Linked DNA regions of Mus musculus: region 2 is linked to region 1. Evidence: chromatin contacts called from public promoter capture Hi-C data. All regions are on one chromosome and are shown on one strand. The core of a region is the stretch at or near the end of the contact, and the rest is flanking DNA. Distances in the headings are between cores, read along the strand shown.

Region 1 (6,997 bases), core at 1,849-4,348:
CTCTTTTAACTTCTTTGAGCCTTAGTTTCCTCATCTGACTATGAGAGTGGAATTGAATGAAATGTTATCTAACATCTTATCATATAATGGTCCATCATTCTTACTCAGGTCAAGTAGCTCATTCCCTAAAGCATTCTCTCTCTCACATCTATTTATCTGTCCCTCTATCATCTACTTACCTACATATCTATCAACTATCTAGCTATCATCTATACATCTACACATCTATTATCTAGCTATCATCTATTTGCCCATATATCTATCATATCTATCAGCTATCTATCTATCTATCTATCCACTATCTATCTATCATCTATACATCTATACATCTATACATCTATTATCTAGCTATCATCTATTTGCCCATATATCTATCAGCTATCTATCTATCTATCTATCTATCTATCTATCTATCTATCTATCTATCCACTATCTATCTATCTATCATCTATACATCTACACATCTATCAACTATCTATTATCTATCTATCATCTATAAATCTACACACCTATCATTCATCTATCTATCTATCTATCTATCTATCTATCTATCTATCTATCTATCATCTATACATCTACACACCTATCAATTATCTATCTTTTTTGCTTTTTATTTTTTTATTAGATATTTTCTTTTTTTGTTTTTTTTTAATTATTATTGGGTTCAATTATCTATCTATCTATCTGTCTTAGTCAGGGTTTCTATTCCTGCACAAACATCATGACCAAGAAGCAAGTTGGGGAGGAAAGGGTTTATTCAGCTTACAATTCCATACTGCTGTTTATCACCAAGGAAGTTAGGACTGGAACTCAAACAGGTCAGGAAGCAGGAGCTGATGCAGAGGCCATGGAGGGATGTTCTTTACTGGCTTGCTTCCCCTGGCTTGCTCATCCTGCTCTCCTATAGAACCAAGACTACCAGCCCAGAGATGGTCCCACCCACAAGGGGCCCTTCCCCCTTGATCACTAATTGAGGAAATGCCTTACAGTTGTATCTCATGGAGGCATTTCCTCAACTGAAATTCCTTGCTCTGTGATAACTCCAGCTGTGTCAAGTTGACACAAAACTAGCCAGTACACTATCTATCTATCTATCTATCTATCTATCTATCTATCTATCTGAGACATTTGAGTATGCAATTTCTCTCTTTCTTTCATTTGAGGCAGCATTGTGTCTTAGTTCTGGCTGCTGTAACAAAATATGGGACTTACAATTTCTCCATACTGGAAGGTGGCAAGTCCAAGATCAAGGGGCCAGCAGATTGAATGTCTGGTGAAGGCTCCCTGTGTGGTCCACAGAGGGTAGCTATCGTTAAGTCCTCTTATGATGGAAAATGTAAACAGGCTCCCTTAGGCCCTCACTAGACACTGAATTTGTAGATCTTAAACTTCCCAGTCTCCAGAAATCTCTGAACAAGAAATTTCTATTTACACATTACTCAGTATAAGTTGTCATTTAAATGTATGGGCACCCATTGTTTGTGGGTTGAGCTCTTGCCCCCAATCCCAATAGATCAGACCAAACCATAATGGAGTCATTTATGTTAAGTGTACTTAAAAATCAAACCAAAACTTTAAAACTCAGGAAAGTTTCCAGTTTCCATATCCGGTTTCCTCGGCTCGCCTCAAGGGATACGATGCTGCCCAGTTGTGAATTTCTAGTAACAGTCAGTCCTCTCAATGAAATTATCTGGAATTTTGTTCTTTGACAGGATAGTTTGTTTTGGCAGCAGGAACAGGCTATGCAACCTCTGAGAGCTGGACTGTGGCTTCTACTTTCTTATCGGCCCTCAGCCTGGAATCCCTCTCTTAGAAGTGCCCCTAGGTCCTAGCAAATGGCCCTGGCAGAGCAGACAGCTTACTTTTTCCACCCAGCATGGAGCATCTGCCGTTGCTGCTACTTCTCTCGAATGGCCCTCTGCTTAGGTCAGGCTCACCCAGAAAAAAAAAAGTCACCTTTAATTAACTCAGTGTCCACTGATTTGGAACCTTGATGACATATGCCATAAATCAGAAAAAGACTCTTGTGTTCACAGGTCTCGTCTGCTCTCAAGGGTAGAAGATTCTCTAAGTGTGTATCTCAGATAAAAGGGACTCTGGGGTCAGGGTTCTCAGGATTCTACCTCACTCAGCTTTGAAGACAGGAGTCACAGTCTCAATACCTACCAGGATCAACAGACATAATGACCCAGAGAAGCCCAGGAAGTCAGCAGTAGGGAGCACTGGGGCTTATGGTGACCTGTGCTAGAAATGTGATCTCTGATAGGAATAACCTCCATCAAGCTGGGGAACTGCCAATATATTCTGGAAGTTCTAATTTTCATGTGAGAACAGCAGTTTTAAATTCCATAATTAAAAAAAAATGAATGAAGAGAGTGTCTGGGGACAGTGGAACTATGTAATATGATAGTAGACGCAGTTTATTATACATGTATCCAAATCACACCATGGACCAAGAGTGAATTTAATGTAAACTATGAACCTTAGGTCAGAATGCTTGTGAGTGTAGGTTGGAGCCTCTATACAATACTAGTGGGAGGTGCTGATACTGGGGAAAGCTGGGTATGTTTTGTGGCTGTGGGGTATGGGAAACTCTCTTTAACTTGCATGTGTGCTAAACCCAAAATGTCTCTATAAAAGTTAGTGTTTTAACTAAAAAATTAAGCCCCTGCCAGTTTGGGTCAGAAGCAAAATGACCCGTTGATCACTGGTTGGCATGTGTTCAGTTTTAGGGAAGGACAAATCCAGTTAAATGCAGTAGTAAACATGTCCTGGCCTGAGGAATCAAGCTCCAAGGATGGAGAAATTTCAGGAAGAATGTGACTCCATCATCAAACGAGGTCTCGTGTGGCAACACATCTGAGTAAGAAGAGGTTGGACATGGAAGTCAGACAGCAGAGATGGGGTAAGGCTAACTGGGGTAGGCAAGGTGGGAGGGTGGGAGCCCCTGGGCTCACTGGGCCAAACCTGTATTTACCCCCGAGGAAGGCTCTTTCAGCCCTCTAATGCAGTCCCACGAGCAGAGTGGCACATCACCTCACATTTGGACTCCAAACGCCTTCAATGGCTGGCTGGAAAATTCCTCCTCCAATTATACATACTTCTGCAGAAGGGTACACAGCTGTAACACACTACAAGAGCAGGGAAAAAGCATTGCAATTGGATACACTGAATAATGTGCTATTTCAACAATACCGGGAAGAATGTTGTATTATTAAAACACCATGGTCGTTTCAAAGAGCAACACGAAAGTCACCACGAGCAGGCATTAAGATCTGAGAATAACAAATATTGAGTTTTTCTCCAAGCTATGGTAGAGCAGAAATCCTTCAATCTGTTTAAACTTTCAGAGAATAGACAGGCTTTTAGAGGCAGGGATGACTGGGGTGAGAAAGAAATCGCTTTGGCTCTCATTCAATACCAGAATGGCGAAAGCATGGGTGTTTAACATCTCTGTAAGCAAGCTGTGCAGGCTCAGCAGAGTGGGTTGCTGAGCAACTACCAAAGGAGTAGGATTAGTGCTGAGTGCCAGTCCAGGTATTTGGACTCCTAGATGTCCACCTTTTCCTGGAATAAGCCAGAACAGGGCTATCATGACAGAGCTTTCAGTTCCCTTAATGATGCTCATTTCTGGGGATCTGATTGTGTTATGAGTTATATTAGGTTGAACTTGAGTACTTCAAGTCTTTTCCCATAAGCCCTCTCATTCTAGATCATTCTTACAGACTCCTTACTTGTATCTGGTCCTTAGACTGTTTCCTTTTTATAAACTTCTCTACCTATATCTTACCCTTACTTTGGATGTTAGCTAGTCAAACTGGTACCTTCCTGGTCCACTAAAACTTGGCCTCCTGTAAGCCACCTAGAACTCCTAGCTGAGGTCATTTGATTGTTGGGGTGGGAGGAGCTATGAACACTAGTTTGAAAAAAGAGAAAAAGAAAATGGGGAAACATGGTAATTGCTTAATCTTTGAGCAAGGGATAGACAGGTGGGTTTCATCTGTCCATGAAACCAGAGTAGGGTCACTCCCCTACAGAAGCTAAAACTCTTATTGATCTACCCAGGGCTTTTACACATTGGCTGTTCTAGGAAGGTAGCTGTTGTTTAGCTTCAGGAAATGGGCGGGGTTTCTTACTTCACCTGTGTGTTTGCTTTAGTCTCCTCTCTGCCACAGTAGAAAGTGGCTGACAAGGTAGATGCGGCTGCTGAGGTGGGAAATGGGCACCCTAACAATATTCCTATAAGACCCATCAGCAACTTGTCCTGACCCGTGGGAGCTTCTAGATCCCAGTTGGAAGCTACAGCACAGTGAAGTAAGCTCAGTCAGCTCCAATCCCAGCGAAAATCTTCATCCACTGGTCTCTTTCCTGTCAATCTGATTCATTAAACTTTTCACTGTTTCAACACTGTGACCCAGGAGGGTGGAACGCAGGCAGGGTTGGGAAATGGCACCATCTGAAGTTGAAGCCTCAAAGCCTTAATATCTCATGGATGGTGTCAGCCATCTGCTGCAGAGACAACTTAAAATAGAGGACAGATAAGCTTAGAGAGTCTCCCCAGACTCACCACAAAGACCTCATCTGAACACAATTTAATCTAAGGTAAATAGTAATCATGGAAACAGCATCTGATTTATGATAGAAATGAGTCTGTGCTCAACCTGAGGTATTAAAAATAAAAATGAGAAGTCTGTGTTGAAGAGTCATCTCTGGTTCTGTCTGAATGGGTGGCTGTCTTCACGGGCTCCAGGGGTCCTCTGGCACATTTGGTGGGTGCCACTCAGCAGGGCAGAGAATTGTTACAGCTTGATGACACCAGCCATTAAAAAATCCACCCATGCCCTGCTCTGTGACCTTGCCTGGAGCCAGTAATTTGGCTTTTCAAAAATACTTTATACTTTAGAAAAAAACGTGTTCGTCAGCTGCCAGTGTCTCGTGAGTTTGATTAGTTTGAACCAATCACCTAGAACCTCAATGAGTTCACGAAATTGAGCTCCTGATCCCTAAGATCTGAAGACATCCATGACCTTGTCAAGACACCAGCCAACCAGTTACAGTCTCGGCTGAATCGTTCAGAGGAAAGTCCTCATAGACTAGAAGAAGCATGGGAAGTATCAAAGATGAGGCTCACCCATCTCAGCGGGCATTCTTTCTCCAAACCTATTAGCCAGGTCAAAGGAAAGATTTCACAGTCAGCTGAGGGAGGAGGTGGACCTGGTTCTACAGACTATGCACAGCAGGTAGAATTACCAGAGCTCTTTAGGTCCCCAAACAAAGGTGGCTACATCTGTCTGTAGCTATGACAGGTCTTTCCTGAAGATGTGCCTCATGAAGGAGATACCAGAACTTTGCCATCTCCTGAGGAGACAGGACATGTTGATGCATGATGGTCATCTGCCTTTCTTCATGTTTTTCTATTCCTGTATAGGTCTTTTTAGGTGACATATAACATAATACCATAGACTGAGTTCCCTTAAAATACAAGAAGTAATTTCCTCACAATTCAAGAGGTTGGGAAGTCCAGGATCAAGGTGCTGGTAGGTTTGGAGGACTCGGTTCCTTGTGAGGATTGTCCTGACATACAGGTGACTGCCTTCTCACTGTGTCCTCTAGAGGAAGCAAGGGTTGAGGCAGAAATTAACTCTGTGATGCCTCTTCTTTTATGACACTAATTCTGTCAGACAAGGGTCCTACAATGATGATCTAATTAACCTACAAAGCTCCATGTCTTGATGCTGTCACTCTGGGAAAGAGACATTCGGTCCCCACCCCCAGAAGCTTCTTTGTCTCAGTGACACTGAAAAAGATCAGATGGCAAGAAAAGAACGAGGCCAAGACAAACCTTTCTGTTCAAAGCCTCTGAAGAGTCCGCGCTTATAAAGAGGGTAGGCCCATCCTCTGCCAGCCCATTCTTGGTGCCTGGAGCCAGCCCATAGGCGATCTACAGGGTGTGTCTCCGGAACATCTCAAGGACCTTTCAGCAGGAAGCAGAGTCTTGGAGAAGTGCAAATAGAGCCATCAAGGTCAGAAGGCTCTACCCTAGGTAATCTCCTTCTTAGTGGCAGCAAGGTCAAAGTCTGGATCAGCCTGCTTCAAGGTTCAGGGAGGCTACAAGGAATTGCTAAGAAGAACCCAGGGGCAGAGGGTACTACAATGGAGGCTCCATTTTTCTCTTAGAGACATATCAGGACAGTTCATGTAGGCTTGTCAGATGGAGCAGTCCTCCTTGTCTCTTGTCTATATCTAAAATGAAGGTAGGATCTAGAAAGATAGTTCAGTGTTTATGAGTGCTTGCTACACAATCATAACACAGGGTTTGGAGCACCTATATAACATGCCACAAACACCTATAATTCCAACTTCTAGAGATCTCACACTGTTTTCTAGCCCCTATGCATGTTCAAGTATATATACCCCTTAATACCCAAATAAGTAAAAATAAATCTTCAATCAATAAATATATCGAAGGTATGAAAACTCAAGGCCATAGATCAGGCTGAAAAGCCCCAAAGTTATTTGGTTGTGCAGAGCTCTCAGGCTCCTTTTGAAAGAGGCGGTCACTATAAGCACCACCTTGCATTTATTACTAATATGCAGAGAACAGATCCTGAAACTGTTCCTAAGACATCTTCAGAACTGTCTCCTTACATGTTTTGATCATTGGATGTGATCCTTAATAGGAAGTTGGATTGTGTTAGTCAGTTCTATGTTACTGTAAGTTGATGAACATCCTGAGACAATCAACTTTATAAAGATGGAAGGTTTACTACAGCTCAGACATTTAGAGATTTCAGTCCATGGTCAGTTTCCTCATTTCTTTCAGGCCAATAGTGAGGAAAGACTTGTTGGGAATGTGTGTGAGCCAAGCAGCTTACCTTATAGCCAGGAACTGAGCAAGTGAAGACGTGAAGTCTCACTGTTCCCCTTCAAAGGCACACAACCAGGTATTAGAAGATCTTCTACCAGGCTCCACTGTTTAATGCCTCTACCATCCTCC
Region 2 (6,997 bases), core at 2,570-5,069, 840 kb after region 1:
TTCCCCTCCCCCCTTCTTTTCGTCCCTCCAAATGCTCCCACCTATACCTGCTTGTTTGCTTTCAAATTCATGGTCTCTTTTTTCTTTAATTAGTGTTACATATTGAGGCCTTGTGAGTGTTTCCTGTCCATGTTAGAGCGCCTAGTTGTGCCGTCCTTGTTCAGGTCAGGCAGTCACATCGGTGAGACTTTATGAATTTTGACATTCTTTTTTTTTTTTTTTTTTTCTCGAGACAGGGTTTCTCTGTGTAGACCTAGCTGTCCTGGAACTCACCCTGTAGACCAGGCTGGCCTCTAACTCAGAAATCTGCCTGCCTCTGCCTCCCAAGTGCCACCACACCCCCGGTTTCTTTTGTACTTGGATAGTCAGTCATAAAACCAACTTCTCCATAGGATTAGCTCACTATCCTTGTCTGAGGCTGTATATTTATTGTGGGATTTCCTAACCTTTGCCTTGCTTTGTGGTCAACTGGATAGGTCTTTGTTACATTAACTTCTCCTGGGGAGACTCAAACAAACATCTAGTCTACCTAGACAAGGCACCAAAGGATCAACCAATGGCATGATCCTACCCTCCTATAGCCTAAAGAGCCAATCAGCTTATTGCACTTACATATAGGAGCACAGGCCAGGGGTGACTTACAGGTGTCCCCAAGGAACTGCATCACCAAAAAGTCTTACTCCAGCGTGCATGACAACTTCTGGCAGCTGTGTTGATGGAGTCCTTCTCCCCCCACCCCCTTTTTTCTTTTTCTTTTTCTTTTTTTTTTTTTTTTTTTTTTTGAGACAGGGTTTCTCTGTGTAGCCCTGGCTGTCCTGGAACTCACTTTGTAGACCAGGCTGGTCTCTAACTCTGCCTCTGCCTCCCGAGTGCTGGGATTAAAGGCATGTGCCACCACGCCCTGCTCCTTTTTCCCCTTTTGATCAATTTCCACCTCCTATAAATGACAGAACCTCTGAAGACCACGTGCGGCTGTGGCAGGATTACATACCACCGGGGCATAGGCATGAGTGGTTGAGAGTGTAACAACCCACTCAACCCCTTTCCATGACAGAAAACCAACAGGCCTGTAATGGCTACTCCTGGGTGTCAACTTGACTATATCTGGAATGGACTACAATCCAGAATTGGTGGGCTCACCTGTGATCCAGATCTTGAGGCTGGAAGACACAAGTTTCTGGCCTGGATCTTGGCATGGAGATCTTGAGGCATAGTGGCTATGAAAAGCTTAGGCCCAGGCAAGGTAGTACAGGACTTTTATCCCAGGAGACTGAGGCAAGGAGATCTCTGAGTTCAAAGTCATCCCAGGACAAAGCAGGTCCCAAATCCAGGTGTAGTGGTACACACCTTTCATCTGGGCCACACCTTCTGCTGAAGGCCTACATAAGGACAGTAGAAGGAAGATTCACTCTTCTTTGCCTACTTGCATTTATTTGCCAGCACATCTGTTGGAATCTACTAGCCTTGTGGGACTGAGCAACGACTAGATCCTTGGACTTCCCATTCACCACTGCCCATTGTTGTGTTAGTTCAACTACAGACTGTAAGTCATCATAATAAATTCCCTCAATATAGAGAGACATTCCATAAGTTCTGTGACTCTAGAGAACCCAGACTAATACAACGCCCAATCTGAGGGTTGCTTGTGGGTGATCCTGCTGCTCTGATCAAAATGCAGCAATAATCACAACCTTTGAGGAGGGCCTTCCACAACCATCTGCCTCTTTTATTGGAGGACAAAGAATGTATCATGTTCATTTAAAATAGCAAAAACACATATGACAAGCACTACAATAGTCGTCTCTGACAGTAACTGTCTGAGTCCTTGGTTCTTTGGTCTCCTCAAGGGAACCTGTGGGGTGTTTCTTGGCACATAGTATTTAGAAATCATGTTAGCCTAATGCGAGTGTAAGCGTGCAACCAGCCCCAAGGGATGTGGATCTCCCAACTCTGATTGCGTGGGCGATCCAGCACGTTTTTCAGGGAGTCCAAACTAAGGGTGTGGGTAACTGCAGGTTGGCCCCAATAGGCATGCTGCTGTCAGAGAGGGACCTCCAAATTATTCCTCATTCCTGAAGGCCAGCGATAGACACACTTCCACGTAAAGTGATCCCCAACACTTAGGACAACCCTTTGAGGTCAGAATTCTTTCTCCCCGTTTTAATTCTGAGCGATCCAAGAGTTCACTTATTTAACTGCTTATGCGGAAGTGGTGTTTTAACTTGTGGATCTGACCTCAATTTCTTAAAATTGAATTTTGTTCTTATCTGCCTAAAAACAGAAATAGTTTTTCTCAGGCAGCAACAGTTACCACTGAGGAGGTAAAGCAACAGTGGCAACGCCTCTGCCTCAGTGACCTCTCTCTTCCTTTCTTCTTCCAGCACTGCGAACACTGGGGGCTCTCACAAGCTCTCAGAACAAGAGCCAGAGGCTGCAGATAAAGGCCTGTTCATCCCACACAGCCCTTTCCTAAGGGAGCATTCTTGCCTGCTGTTTCAGTATCTTTTTGTGACATTCCAGAATCTGTCCCTCGGTGTGAAATTATGTATGTGCACCTACAGAACTTTAGCTGTGTGTGATAGGTATGTACAATGACTTTTGTTACATTGCTCTTTCCAGCTTTGGAGCAGTGTGCAGGGGGTAGGTCCCGCAGTTAAGTGCCTCAAATTACAGCCTCTGACTTCAGAGCCAGCTCTCCTACCACTTGGCCAAATCACCTCTCTACAAATCATTGGGTATGGAACTCCTTTAACACATTTCTCCCTGAACTTCTAGGGATGGTGGCCTTCTCCTAACCCTCAATTAACTGAATACTGGGAGGCTTTATTCATTTGTTTATGTATTTATTTTTTACAGTGCCAGAGATAAGCTTCACCCAAACTGGGGAACTGTTCTACCCCCCTCCCCCAACCTCAAGTCCTACCTAGTATTTAAAAGAAATTAGACTGTACTGTTTAGACCAGTATTGTGTTCTCGGTAAAGCTGAAATGAAAGTACAAATGCTCTCCCTGACCCCCTTATGCATAGCTTCCCTCCTCACCACCATCCTCCATATCGGGGCACATTTGTTACAACTAATAAACTTAATCCTGCTCCAGGCGCATCTTTATCGCCCACAAAGTTCATAGCGTACATGGGGCTCATCCTTGCTGTTGCACACTCTGTGCCTTTGAACTAATTTATGACATGTATCACAGAGTACTTTGACTACCAAAAAAGGAAAACAGTAATACCAAAAAACCTATTCCCTAATGAGGTACTTTTTAAGGGGTGATATAAGGGGGGGGGGCGGATATGGTAGCATACTACTGTAATTCCACCACTTAAGAGGCAGAATGATCAGGAGTTTCAGGCCAAATTAAGACGTGTGTGTGTGTGTGTGTGTGTGAGAGAGAGAGAGAGACAGAGACAGAGAGACAGAGGAGAGACAGAGACAGAGAGACAGAGATCTCTTAGAGTCTAGACTCAACTCTAGGTGGTGTGCCCCAAGTGAAGTTCAGCCTCTCCCAGTTTGTGCATCTCTCCAAGACTCGCCTAGGAACCGGTTCCTCCCCCTTTTGTTTAAGTGTCAAGCGAATGGGTTTCCTGTTGACTCTGGAATATTGTGAAAGGGCAGGAAGAGGCCAAGCCTCCTTGTCTCTCTCTCTCAACTCCCCAACCCCTTTATTTATTTTGTGCACGTCTGTTTGGGTTGTGGGGGTGTTTCCAGCTTGTGCGGCTGGAGGGCGGCCTCAGCAGCCCGAAACCCCTCCCCGAGGAGGCGAGGCCGGTCGGGAGCCCGCCCGATCCCAGGCTGGACCTCTGTGGGGCGGGGAAGGGAACCGGACGGGAAGCGAGCTGCCGAGGAGCTGCAGGCCGCCGGTGCGTGCCCAGAAGGCGGGGAGCTCGGCCCAGCCCGCGCCCCAGCTCCGCGCTGCAGGTGGAGCCCTCCTTCCCCGCCGAGCGCGCTGGCGAGGGCCATCCGCTGCCCGCAGCTCGCCCGCCGTCCCTGGGCTGCGCGGCGGCGCCTCGCCCATGGCTGAGGGCCGGCGGCGGGAGGACGAGGAGGAAGAGCTGCGAGAGCGCCGCGAGCTTGGGGGCCCGCGCCGCGCCCGGAGCCGCGCGCTCCCGGGCCACTCGGCTGCAGGTGAGACGCGGGGGACGCGGGGACCAGGGGCGCACGGGGGGTTGGGAGCATCTAGGACCGGGTTCTCCGCGCCCACTCATGCCCTGCCCAGCTCGGCAGCTGCTCTCGATGCTGCCTGGAGGGGACTGACACCTTTAACTCCTGATGGCGAGAGGGCGGGACAGTGGCCTTTCTATCCTTAGCCTCCTTTTCTCCTTTTTGAGAGAATTCAGATTGGTCTCTTTTACCTGTTAGTGGCCCTGGAGCCGAAACTCCAAAATTTCCGTGGAAACTAAATCCAAGGCGGCTGGTACTTGTGGCTGGGTGATTACTTATCTGTAGGTGAGTCAGAGGCCATGCCCTACGTCTATCTCTCTCTGGACCACGACCCATCCCTACGGTTTCGCCTGGGCCACCCCAACCTGGTCAGACCACGTGCCCATGCTGAATCAAGTCTTGTTTCAGCAGCCGGTGAACTTCGGACCTCTAGTCCCTTCCTTCCCTCCCCCACAGCGCTGATTTTCTGCTGGAGAGTTAATTTGTTGCAACTGCCCTCCCCGTTGTAAACCGGGAGTGCCCAATGTAGTATTGGAGAAGGGAATTCTTTTGGATGGAGGTCATTTGGGGGCCTATAGTTAGTTACCTTTAAGATCTTGTTTTGGGACACACCAACGAAGCACGAATCAAATAGCTTGGTGCATAAGTATAAAATTAAATGTAGATCCACCCTCCTTCCCTTTACCTGGGGTGGGTTTTCAATGTAACCGTAATGGAGAGGAAATTATTAGGCCAGCTGGTTAACCACAGTTATCTGAAACTGGATGGAAGAATTAACCTAGAAGATGCATAAAGAGGTGAAGGGATTGGGAAGAGTCATGGGAAATCCAGGCACCAGACTGGAGCCTTCTTAGAAAGGGAACATGGAGAGGCTCCTCTGTGTGACCACCAGGAGAAAGTTGGGTCTGTGGAATTGGAGGGCAGAAAATGGGATAAAAGCAAAAAAAAAAAAAAAAAAAAAAAGTCGGTAAGCGTATTCCGAGTAAGACATTCCGGAAGCTTAAAATTAACTTTATGCCTGCCTGCCTGCCTGCCACGGGGCCTTTTTTAGAGTAAGACACTTGACTGTTACCATGAACACCAAGTGATAATAATCGGTAGTTTTGTTCAATGTAAGCCTAACTGAAACAACACTTAACTGCTGCGTAAATAATTCAGTACCATGAAAAAGTTTGCAAAGTTGTGCCTTGGTTGCTTACAGATTTTAAAAGTGCATAAGTACCTTGGATTCTTGGTACCTTTTAGAAGAAAGTCTCCCTCTTACAGAGGACTGCACCATGGAGAGCAGTGTCGGAATTTAAACTAAATATGACCCAGATACAGGTTCAACGGTTCTTCAGTGTGTTTTTCCCCCCAAGGCCAGCACAAATGTTACTTTTGTAACTTTTTACTAGTTCCATAATGTCTGAAGACAAGGCCTAGTCTAGGCTCTGTGATAATAGTTTGCCGAGATTTGGTAGCGTCTGCACCCAGAAATAAGTGTTTTCAGCTCTCTTACCCTTAACATGGCTTCCTTCATGAAGGGGCGAGGGGTCAGCAAGTGCATGCTGCGTGTGAGAGGGTCAGACTTGTAATTTTAGATTTTATCGTCTTGGGGATAAATTATTTAATAGTCGACAAGTGGTGCTTCCCTCCCGCCTAATGTATTAGCGTGTTTTCCAACCCCTTGTTGCATTCCTTACCAAGCTTGGGCATTAACTGCAGTAGTTGTCTTCTTCCAAAAGAGAGTGGGAGCTCACCCAGAGGCCTGATGTCCCCCAGTCCCTCTGCTTTCTTCCTCATGGTAAATGGCTTTGCCTGTTCTTTGTGTTTCCTCCTCCCTCCCTCAAGTTAAAGGCTTTCTTTTTCTTTAATCTCGCATGGCCTGATACACACCATAACCCCGGGGCTTGTAGACTTGAAACAGCCAATGAACTTTCTCGCCCTGCTAAATTACATGTTTGCGTAAGTTTATCTATTTTTGTAATATACATACAATAAATTATAAAGCAAAGGCTCTTCTAACATTATGGCTGAGTAAGAAAAAGAATATATCAGGTCCTTGGAATGACATCATTCTCTATCCCTCCCAGACATTGTCCCTTCCCTCTGCATAGTTAACCATTAAAAACTTTTCCTGAGTGAGTGTGTGTGTGTGTGTGTGTGTGTGTGTGTGTATTTCTAGGGACTGAACTCAGGCCATTGTGTGTACTAGGCAAGTGCTTACCCACTTACTATTAAAAAGCTGTTTTTGAGATTGTTTTCTGTTTTTTTTTGGGGGGGGCGGGGGGGGGTTCAAGACAGGGTTTCTCTGTGTGGCCCTGGCTGTCCTGGAACTCACTTTGTAGACCAGGCTGGCCTTTCTGAACTCAGAGATCCACCTGCTTCGGCCTCCCGAGTACTGGGATTAAAGGCGTGTGCCACCATGCCCGGCCTATTTCCTGTTTTGTCTTTACAATTTACTATACACACACATTCCTATGCAATACTGTTGAAGTTTGTACCTTGATTTAGGTAGACTCATCCTGATTGCCGCCTTTCTCTCAAGGTCATGCTCTGTAGCCCGGTCTGCCTCACCCCCTAAGAGCTGGATTACAGGAGTATGGGCACCAGCGTTCTTTTTTTAAACATCATGCTTTTTGTTTTCTTTTGTTTTGTGCAGGGAATCCTTAGAAAACAAATGTGTTTTAGTAATCATTTCATCTTACACGTAAGAGAGGAGGCTAGTTGATTCAGTTCTTACCTTCATAATATGTATCTGTAAGTTTACTCAGGTTTTGCTTGTTTGTGGAGGCAGGGAACATGCATGCTAGAGGTTGACCCCAGGGCCCTACCCATGCCAAACATAAGTTCTTT

What was found. Promoter capture Hi-C pulls out the DNA fragments that hold promoters and counts their contacts.
Region 2: a contact with region 1 is called in a promoter capture Hi-C map of hippocampal neurons, with 2.4 times the contacts expected there. The contact joins the promoter of Sh3d19 here to the enhancer-like site in region 1. A contact is called at or near these places in 5 of 39 promoter capture datasets (the 3T3-L1 cell line, the C10 cell line, hippocampal neurons and 1 more), 2 of 115 datasets of contacts at active chromatin or transcription factors (astrocytes and embryonic forebrain) and 1 of 9 other capture datasets (embryonic stem cells).

Annotation. Positions count from the first base shown.
Region 1 is chr3:85,130,318-85,137,314 of GRCm38.p6, forward strand. No RefSeq gene overlaps it. Among named protein-coding and RNA genes, the nearest start is that of Gm31096, 12 kb to the left of the region's middle. Within about 2 kb of position 3,099, at least 12 of the 459 cell types and tissues checked have an H3K27ac peak or open chromatin away from gene starts, as enhancers often do. A contact at or near this core is called in hippocampal neurons, where this site is marked.
Region 2 is chr3:85,967,299-85,974,295 of GRCm38.p6, forward strand. Sh3d19 (SH3 domain protein D19) reads left to right here and starts at 3,820. Exons shown (of 22, transcript NM_001082414.3): 1 at 3,820-4,126.